2 separate regions of the Sus scrofa genome follow, and region 1 is linked to region 2. The links are chromatin contacts, called in public Hi-C maps. All regions are on one chromosome and are shown on one strand. Each heading gives the region's core, a stretch centred on a gene start, on an enhancer-like site or on the middle of the called end of the contact. The rest is flanking DNA. Distances are from core to core; before and after follow the strand shown.

Region 1 (5,203 bases), core at 1,427-3,926, 96 kb after region 2:
GGACATTTTTCACAGAACTTGAACAAAATATTTTAAAGTTTGCTTGGAAGCACAAAAGACCCAGAATAGCCAAAGACATTCCGAAAAAGAAAAATGGAGCTGGAGGAATCAGGCTCCCAGACTTCAGACTATACTACAAAGCAACAATCATCAAAACCATATTGTACTGGCACAAAGACAGAAATATAGATCAGTGGAACAGGATAGAAAGCCCAGAATTCAACCCACGCACCAACAGCCAACTCATCTATGACAAAGGAAGCAAGAATATACAGTGGAGAAAGGACAGCTTGGTCAATAAGTGGTGCTGGGAAAACTGGACAGCTGCATGTACAAGAATGAAATGAGAACACTCCCTAACACCATACACAAAAATAAACTCCAAATGGATTAAAGACCTAGCTATAAGACCAGACACTATCAAACTCCTAGAGGAAAACATAGGCCAAACACTCTCTGACATAAATGACAGCAACATCTTTTTGACAATAAAAAGAAAAATAAACAAATGGGACCTAATCAAACTTCAAAGTTTCTGCACAGCAAAGGAAACCCTAACAATATGAAAAGACAACCCACAGAATGGGAGAAAATCTTTGTAAGTGAATCGATGGACAAGGGATTAATCCCCAAAATTTATAAACACCTTCTGCAACTCCATACTAAAAAAACAAAAAACCCCATCAAAAAATGGGCAGAAGATCTACACAGTTCTCCAAAGAAGACACACAGATGGCCAAAAAACACATGAAAAGATGTTCAACATCACTCATTATTAGAGAAATGCACATCAAAACCACTCTGAGGTATCACCTTACACCAGCCAGAATGGCCATCATCAAAAAGTCTACAAACAATAAGTGCTGGAGAGGGTGTGGAGAAAAAGGAACCCTAGTACACTGTTGGTGGGATTGTAAATTGGTGCAACCACTGTGGAAAGCAGTATGGAGATGCCTCAGAAAACTAAACATAGAACTACCATTTGATCCAGCAATCCCACTCCTGGGCATCTACCCAGAGAAAACCACGACTCGCAAAGACACATGTACTCCAATGTTCATTGCAGCACTATTTACAATAGCCAAAACATGGAAACAACCTAAATGTCCATTGACAGAGGAGTGGATCAAGAAGATGTGGTACATATACACAGTGGAATATTACTCAGCCATTAAAAACAACGAAATACTGGCATTTTTAGCAACATGGATGGACCTAGAAATTATCATGCTAAGTGAAGTCAGCCATACAATGAGACACCAACATCAAATGCTTTCACTGACAAGTGGAATCTGAAAAAAGGACAGACGGAACTTCTTTGCAGAACAGATGCTGACTCACAGACATTGAAAAACTTATGGGAGACAGTTGGGGGGTGAGGAGATGTGCTTGGGCTGTGGGATGGAAATCCTGTGAAATCGGATTGTTATGATCATTATGCAACTACAGATGTGATAAATTCATTTGAGTAATTTTAAAATAAATAAATAAATAAATAAAGTGTATGTTCAGGCAAATAAAGCTCCAACATCCTGGAATGTAGCCTCCTTAGTCAATGCATCCAAGGAACTGAGAACTAAAGCATCAGGCAGCTGTAACTCAGTGCTTCAGCCCACAGGTGATGAACATCACTTCTAATCACACTGGCTAAAAACGTCACATGACCATGTTTTGCCTCAAGGGGACTGGGGATTGCAGGACCAAAGGGAGAAGTGGATATTAATGAACATTAATAATCTACCACAATTACCCATGACATACAATTATTTCCACATCAGCAAATGGCAAAAGAATTGAAATAGAATGTACTCAAAGAATATGAACTGTCCATGAGCCAGAAGTTCTATCCAGGAAAGGTACAACTTGATCCACACTTAGAAGTCCTCTATTCTCTCAATATGTTTCCTGAATGGAGAGCCACAATCCCAGATAACCCAGGGATAGCTGGGTGGCAACTTTTAAAAGCCTCTTAGCTACCTAGAAATCAACTCTTTTACACTTGCTATGCCTGCCTTCAAACACTTCCACCACTCACCCATAAAGCAGCTGCCCCTTATGCCATCAAATACCTCCACCACTCACCCATACAGTAGCTTCCCCTTAGGCCTCTATCAGGTGGGACCTATGCTCAAGAGGTCTAAAGATGCTACGTGAAAACAGAAGAAGGATTAATGCATTTTTTAAAGATATTTTCAACTCTGACCTAGTCCTCTTTTTTCTGTTTTTGTGATACAAATCTGGGTCCCCACCTTGCCAACTCTCCCACTTACCAGCTCTATGGCCAGAGCCAAATCCCTTCACCTTTCCCAGGCTCAGTTTCCTCACCTGTAAAAAGGGAATAGTTAAGGCTTACCTCCCAGGGTTGTTGTGAGAACAAGAATGAGATCATGTCTGTGGAATTGCTTTGTAAACTGTAAAGTTTTGTGTCAGGCCAACTTATCACTACTATCACCATCATCATTGTGGCTGCCTTGCACCATCTAGAAGGGGAGCCCCTGGGTTGGGGACAGCCCAGAGGAGAGAGGGGCTCCCAGCCTGACCCTGGACTTAGGGCCTCTCTCTAATTAACTCTTCTTGGCAAAAGTTCCTTGCTGGACATGTTTGCCTACCATCAAAAAGCCAGGTGAGGTTTCCAGGGGCCGCCCACTGGCCCTGACACATGAGGGAGGAATGATGATTCACCAGCCCTCTAACAGCCTCACTGACAGGCCTCTTGGCCCAGCCCCTGGCAAGAGGCTGTGGAGGGCTGGCAAGGGTGCAACAGGGCCATTAGGTGTTTAAGAAGAGAAAGGCTCAAAGAGCGAAGGGAAGAAAAGGGAGACATAAAGGAAAAGAAAGGAGGGCTCAAAAAGGCAAAAGGAAGAGGTGAATAAAAAGAAAGTAGAATGTGACTACCAGGAACTGGGGGGAGCGGGAAATGAGAAGTTGTTATTCAACGGGTATAGAGTTTCAGTTTTGCAAGATGAAATGGTTCTGGAGATTGGTTGCACAACAACGTGAATGTACTTACGACTACTGACTGTACACTTAAAAATGGCTAGTATGGTAAATGTCATTTATGTGCTTTTTACCACAGTTAAAAATAGAAATTAGAAATTAAGTGAAGAAATGAGAACGGGAGGAAAGAGAAGCAAGGAGAAAAAAAGGAGGGGGGGAAGGAGAAGAGAGAGTAAGGAAGGAGGTAGAAGGAAGTAAGGAAGAAGGGAGAGGGGAAGAGGTAAAGGAAGGGAAAGAGAAGAATGAGAGGGACAGAAGGGAAAAGAGAGGAAAAAAGGAATACAGGGATGAAATAGAGATGAAGAGGAGGAAAAGAATGCCTTTCAGGAGACTACCTGGCAGCGCACCCCTGGCCCCTCCTGGCTTTCACCACCCCCGCCCCCATATTGGGGGTGCGGGAGCAGAATCCTTAGGTTCTGGGCTGCCGCGCGTGACGTCATCGCGCCGCGCCGCCTCCCCGCCTTCCGGTCCCGGTGGCCCATAGTTGTGAAATCGCGTGCGGAGCTAGTGGCTGGCCCCACGGGCGGGTACCTTTCTCCTTGGGTGGCTGCGAGTCCCTTGGCCTTTGGCCTTCTGCCCAGGCAGCCCCGCCGCCGCCGCCGGCAGCGACGGCGGCAGCAGGAGGGCGATAATTGCCCAGAGACGCAGCACTTATCCCGGTCGGTTGTGCAAGGAGCGCGGGAGGGAGGGCCCCGGGCAGCGGCTCTCACGCCTCAGCGGGCAGGCATGTGCGCGGGGGCGAGGGGCGGGCGGGGGTCCCGGGGTGCCTCCAGGTGTTCCCGCTCTTGGGGAAAGAGCCGCAGGATTGGGGATGGAGATGACCACGGTTCCCAACCAGGCCCTGCCACCCCTCACGGTGTGTGATCTCAGACAAGTCACTTTCCTTCTGGGCCCCAGGCTCCTCTGTGCGCTAGGAGTAAAATCAGTACCCGTCTTTGTGATGATTGTGAGGATTAGAAATAATATAGGTGAGGCCTAGAGCAGTGCCAGGCACATACTGGGTATTCAGTGAGTGGTGGCCATTAATTTTTTCTCATCACCTATTGAGCTCACGCTAGAATTATATGCGCTAGCCTCTCCGCCTGGGCCACAGATGGCCTATCCAGACCTGGGTTCGAGTTTTTGTCTGCCACTGACTTACTGGGTGACCTTGGGGAGTTTGCCTACCCTGGTTTTCAGTTTCCTCTTGCAAAATGGCGTGATGAAGATCCACATGAACTGACCCTTGAGAGGGTGTGAGGGACATACCTATAGCAAACTCTGACAACCACTGTCCTTGAAAAACTCTGTTCCCTAGGCATACATCAGGCACCACAGGTTTTCTTGCGACCTCTCTGAAACCTGAGGGCCATCCTTATAGCTTCCTTATCTCCCATCCTTCTTCTATGAACTCTACTTACTACCTCTTTTATTTTATTTTGTCTTTTTTTTTTTTTTTTTTTTGCCATTTCTTGGGCTGCTGCCACTGCATGTGTAGGTTCCCAGGCTAGGGGTTGAATCAGAGCTGTAGCTGCTGGCCTACACCAGAGCCACAGCAACTCGGGATCCGAGCCACGTCTGTGACCTACACCACAGCTCTCGGCAATGCCGGATCCTTGACCCACAGAGCAAAGCCAGGGATCAAACCTGCAACCTCATGGTTCCTAGTCGGATTCGCTAACCACTGAGCTACGACGGGAACTCCTCTTTTTTATGTCCCTTCAGTCTATTTTCAATCCCCACTGTCACTATCCCAGCTTTGGCCACTGCTGTATTACTTACTTGGGAGAATAGCTTCCTAACTGTCACTGTCTCCATTATTGCCCCAATTCAATTCTCTACCTGAAGCCAAAATGACCTTCCTAAAATACAAATCTTTTTTTTAGGCCTCAGGTGCATATGGAAGTTCCCAGGCTAGGGTCAAATCGGAGCTGCAGCTGCCAGCTTACACCATAACTCAAGGAATTCTGGATCCTTAACCCACCGGTGAGGCCAGGGATCAAACCTGTATCCTCATGGATACTAGTCAGGTTTGTTTCCTCTGAGCCACAATGGGAACTCTCAAAAAAATCCAAATCTTATGTCACTCCACATGTCACTTGCCTGCTCTCCAAACTCTAACCATAGAATTTATTTCTCTTCTCAGAATGCCATGCCTTTGGGCCTTGTCACATGCTGTTCCCTCTGTTGGGAACACTTACATTCCCACTTTGTTTGATTCTTTCTT
Region 2 (5,098 bases), core at 622-3,121:
CTTACCTTAGCTTTTGCCAATTTTTAATGGCCTATTTATTTTCAAATTTTTATATAAGCACTCCTCGTGTACTACAGATATTTCTCATCTCTGTGAAATGTTACAATTTTTTTCATTTGCCATTAGCTTTGCCTTGTTTTTTTAATGATAACTATTTACATTTTTTAAATAACTGCTTTATGGAGCAAAAATTCATATACCATAAAAGTCACACTTTTAACGTATACAATTTGGTGGCTTTCAGTATATACACCAGCATATTTTCAGGCTTATCCATTTGTAGTAGGGATCAGTACTTCATTCCTTTTAATGGTAGAATAATATTCCATTGGATGGTATGGCATACCAGATTTTTTAATCCATTTATCAGTTGGTACCCATGTGGGTTATCTCCGCTTTTTAGCTATTATGGGTAATGTTGCTATGACCATTCGTGTCACAAGTTTTTGTGCAGATATATGTTTTCATTTACCTTGGATATACACCTAGGAGTGGAATTTCTGGGTTATATAGTAACCCTATGTTCAACATTTTGAGGAACCGTCAGAGTGTCTTCCAAAGGGCTACCTCATTTAAAAATCTCATTGGCCATGTATAAGATATTTATAGTTTTTAATAAATAAAAACTTTTCATTTTACCTCGAAAAAATAATGTTTTTCTTTACAGTTTCTGTCTTTGAGTCATTCTTAGAAAGGCTTTCACCATTCCAAATTTATAGAAATGTATATATTTATATTTAGTACTTCTGTTTTTCCATTTTGAAATTGGAAACTAAACACTTGGAATCTACATTATGCGATGCTAGGGCTTCCTATTCTTTCTGCCATTTTGATAGACTTCTTTTTTCCCTTTCTACAGTAGCACCCACAGCATATGGAAGTTCCCAGGCTAGGGGTCAAATCGAAGCTGCAGCTGCCAGCCTACAGCACGGCCACAGCAATGCCAGATCCAATCCAAGCTGCATTCTGTCTGCCTCATAATTGATGGCAACTTTTCCCAGATTCAGAAGTGTGATGAATTGTTATTGGAATCTTTTCTCATTTCTTCAGTTTTTATGATACTTCTAACCAAATGCCTTTTTTTCTTTCCAGCAAATTATTTTTAAAGGAAGTGCTCATCTGAGGTTCCCGCAGTGGTGCAATGGTATCCCTATCAGCAGGATCTCTAGAGCTCTGGAATTCAGGTTCCACCCCAACCCGGCACAGTAGGGCTCCTGCATTGCACCTGCAGTGTGGGTCTCCACTGAAGCTGAGATCTGATCCCTGGCCCAGGAACTCCACATGTCAAGGGGTAGCCAAAAAACAAAACCAAAAAAAGCACTCATTTAAATGCATTTTTCAGTGGTATAAACATTTTATCAGAATTGGAGCAAAAAGGCTATGGATGGTGCTCTAGACACACTTTATTTCATGTGTCCTGTCTTTTCCTGCTTTCATTGTCCTTAGAATGAATGGAAGCCCTGTGATTGTTAAGAAGACAAAGATTAGTCATTAGTCACTAGTCTTTCCAGCCTGTCCTCTGTTTTTTCCCACTCTACCCACCACCTCAGGAAGTGGACTATTTCTGCTTATAATGGTATAACAAAGCCCCACAATTCCAACTTTTCATAACATTTTTATTCTGTTTTATCCTTACTACAATCCTGAGAGGTTATGTGGGACCCAGGCTCATTAGCCCCAATTTACAGATGCAGAAACTAAGCCCCCAAGAGGGGAAAGGCTGAAGCCTTGTGACTGGAACCTGATAAAGCTACATCTGAACAGTCCAAGACTACAGACTCAAAGCCTCGAAAACCCCTGTTCAGCAGGGAAAGAGGGTCAAAGGTCCAGGGCGTGTACACATACAACCCTCAAAAGGAATGTGGGGTTTTGTGGTTTGGGTTTTTCTTCCCCTTTCTATGCACGCTTCGCATGCCAGCAAAGGGTGTGCGTCTATGTAGTGGGGGATGGGAAGGGTGAGTCTCAGAATTGCATGCCATTGCTAAGCCATTTTATAAAGGAGGTCAAAGCATGGGACGTGTGATGAAGCTCACAAGTCCCTTCTGGTCTTCTGGTGTCTCATCAGAGCCCAGTTTCTGCAAGGGAACGACAGAATGAGACTCGACCTGACAGTGGGAACTGGGCTTTGGTTCCATGTGACATGACTCATTAAATGGTTTGTTGTGATCTCTATCTGTGCTTTAAATGCATAAAATACCCCTTTTGTGACAACAGACAGAGATGAACTCTGCTTCGTGGGCTCACAAAATAAAAGTTGAAAAGATAAAGTTTCTGCATGCCTGTAACATTGCATATCCTGATGTGAAGTGTCCTTTGTGGAGGGAAAAAAGATTTTCTGGTCAAATGCTTTGAGCAAATGTCACATATTGCACACCCCTCTTGGAGATTTACAATGAAAATCAGTATATTTAAGGCTCCAAGAAGTTGCGCAACGGTGAAGCCTATTGAGTCCTGTACCCTGGGGTTTACTTAGCGTCTCTAACTGCTAAACCCTTTCCTCAGGTGACATCCAAGATTTCTTGCCCAATAACAGTTCCAAGGAACCTAACTTTGCATAACACTTGCTGCTATGGAACATACATTTCTATTACATGTGCTTAAACATAAATTCCTCCATCAACTCCAATTTATGACTCTGAACAAGCTCATTGATTTTGGAACCTAAATATAGGTGAAATTCTATTAAAACAAACCCCAAAAGGCTGCCTCAGTTCTTTCACATTTGTGCTATGCTCTTAAATGTATCAAATGTTCCCTGTTATAGGTCTACAATTTTCAGAAACAAGGTATTTTTGATCATGCAGCTATTTTTATTGTGCAAGAAATTTATTTTAATATACTTTCACCTGTATTGTACTTACTCAGTGACTCAGACTAGGTATCTCAATCTAATATTCATAAAATATCTTACTTTCAAAATTTTCAGGATTCTATCATTAGTTTTTATTGAAGTTGTGTAGGTAATTTTCATGAAAATATATAAGTGGATTTTCCCTTTGGGGTAGTAAAACATATCTGAATGAAATATTTTTTTTATTTTAAGAATAACTGATGAGGAGTTCCCGTCGTGGCACAGTGGTTAATGAATCCAACTAGGAACCACGAGGTTGCGGGTTTGATCCCTGGCCTTGCTCAGTGGGTTAAGGATCTGGCGTTGCTGTGGCTGTGTGTAGGCCAGCAGCTACAGCTCCAATTAGACCCCTAGCCTGGGAACTTCCACATGCCACGGGTGCAGCCCTAAAAAGGCCAATAAATAAATAAATTAAATAAATAACCAATGAGCATTTTAAAATTTTTAGAAAATAGAGAAAGGCAGAAAAAAGCCCATTTTCTATTCTCTCAGCTACAACTATGATTAACATTTTCATCTGTGCATATATAGTTTTTATATAGTTGAGATACTACATGGCAATATTATCTCTTATTTACTGATTTAACATTATAGCAAGAGCATTAGCATTTATCTTTATATTTGACAAATGTATAATCAAAGAAAACAATTTAAGGTGAGATTCTGCCTTCCAAGAGACATTGATGTTTCAATTATTTGGGGCCCAGGAGTAATTAAGAGGTTCCTTATAGAATACAGAGACGTGCAGGGCTGATTAGACAATGATGCTGAATGGCAGTGAGGTAGCATCTTCCTCCCCATAGCTAAGTCCACTTGGGTCCCCCGGGAAGTTCCTCCAACCTCAGGTCCTAAGACCATCCCTTCCCTCATTCAGACTTAAGTAAAAGAACCAAGGTTAGGAGGGACAGGTGAATTCTCCCGCTATGTTATGGAGAAAATCAAGATAAATGACCTTCCCTCAACACCGAGTTTTGCTTTCCCCTTTCTCCCAGGTTGGTGGCAATATGAACAACATCAGCTAGAAGGTATGCTGTTACTTTACAGCTTAAACTCTTGGTAAATTAAATATTCTTTTTTTTCTTTTGTCTTTTTGTTGTTGTTGTTGTTGTTATTGTTGCTATTTCTTGGGCCGCTCCCGCGGCATATGGAGGTTCCCAGGCTAGGGGTTGAATCGGAGCTGTAGCCACTGGCCTACGCCAGAGCCACAGCAACGCGGGATCCGAGCCGCGTCTGCAACCTACACCACAGCTCACGGCAACGCCGGATCGTTAACCCACTGAGCAAGGCCAGGGATCGAACCCGCAACCTCATGGTTCCTAGTCGGATTCGTTAACCACTGCGCCACAACGGGAACTCCGGTAAATTAAATATTCTAATGTATTTCTGGTGAGAGCCTTTTATAGATGAAGTAGTTGAAACTCAGGGGGCTCAGGTGATTTGGCCAAGACCGCTTTCAGCTGGTAAGTGATAGCTCCAGAATCCCAGGCCTGGTCTCTGGGGTCCCCATCTCTGGCCCTCCCCCCTTTCTGTGCAGACCAGAACCCCATATAAGACATCAAACCAAAGTACAGCTGTCCTTGGCTGCATGGAACTGGAAGATATTTCAATCCAACAGAACAGATGGGCTTATGACAAAATCCTTGTAATTCCTCAGTCAGCTTATCTGAGCCCCAGTTCTGGCCCTCTGTTGCTGGGTGTTCATCTGTGTCTGACAGGAGCTACACGTTCAGAATAAAAAGGACACAGGGCCAGGAGGTATCTCTGGTTTTCATAATGGCTACAGGTGTTCTGCTCTGCCTCGCTGCTTCAATCTTTTTACGCTTTGCCAGACGACAAAGATGAGGGCAAAGACCGACCTGCTTTTCTGAGGTTTTACACAGCGAGGAGGATTTGCTATGGGGGAAGCTTTCGTTTGCCTGCCTGCGTTTCCCCTGGGAAAGGAGGCCTCTCAAAACAGCTCCAAAACTTTGAATGGGGTGGGGGTGGGGCAGTTCAGGCTCCAATCTGAGCAAAGAAAGGATAGAAAAAAATGAGAGCAAAGTTCAAAGAGCTTTGAAGCAGGCCATGTGCAAGACTAGGGCTGGAATTTGCTGGTGATGATCAGAGAATAGTGAGAAGTGAAACAAATTGTTTACATTTTACATTTGTTTCTTTAAAACAGATAAACTTCACCATGAAATGTATGGTGCTATTTGACATCATTACAAATAAATATAGTTTCCCAAATATGGGTCCGAAATAGAACCT

The links. A called contact is a pair of places that touch in the nucleus more often than the background predicts.
Region 1: a Hi-C map of embryonic fibroblasts shows a contact between it and region 2, with 2.6 times the contacts expected there. The contact joins two enhancer-like sites. A contact is called at or near these places in 4 of 47 Hi-C or Micro-C datasets (embryonic fibroblasts, liver and mesenchymal stem cells) and 1 of 2 datasets of contacts at active chromatin or transcription factors (alveolar macrophages).

The regions. Positions count from the first base shown.
Region 1 is chr1:239,677,770-239,682,972 of Sscrofa11.1, forward strand. No RefSeq gene overlaps it. Among named protein-coding and RNA genes, the nearest start is that of FOXE1, 47 kb to the right of the region's middle. Within about 2 kb of position 2,677, at least 68 of the 83 cell types and tissues checked have an H3K27ac peak or open chromatin away from gene starts, as enhancers often do. A contact at or near this core is called in alveolar macrophages and embryonic fibroblasts, where this site is marked.
Region 2 is chr1:239,582,995-239,588,092 of Sscrofa11.1, forward strand. No RefSeq gene overlaps it. Among named protein-coding and RNA genes, the nearest start is that of XPA, 17 kb to the left of the region's middle. Within about 2 kb of position 1,872, at least 16 of the 83 cell types and tissues checked have an H3K27ac peak or open chromatin away from gene starts, as enhancers often do. A contact at or near this core is called in alveolar macrophages and embryonic fibroblasts, where this site is marked.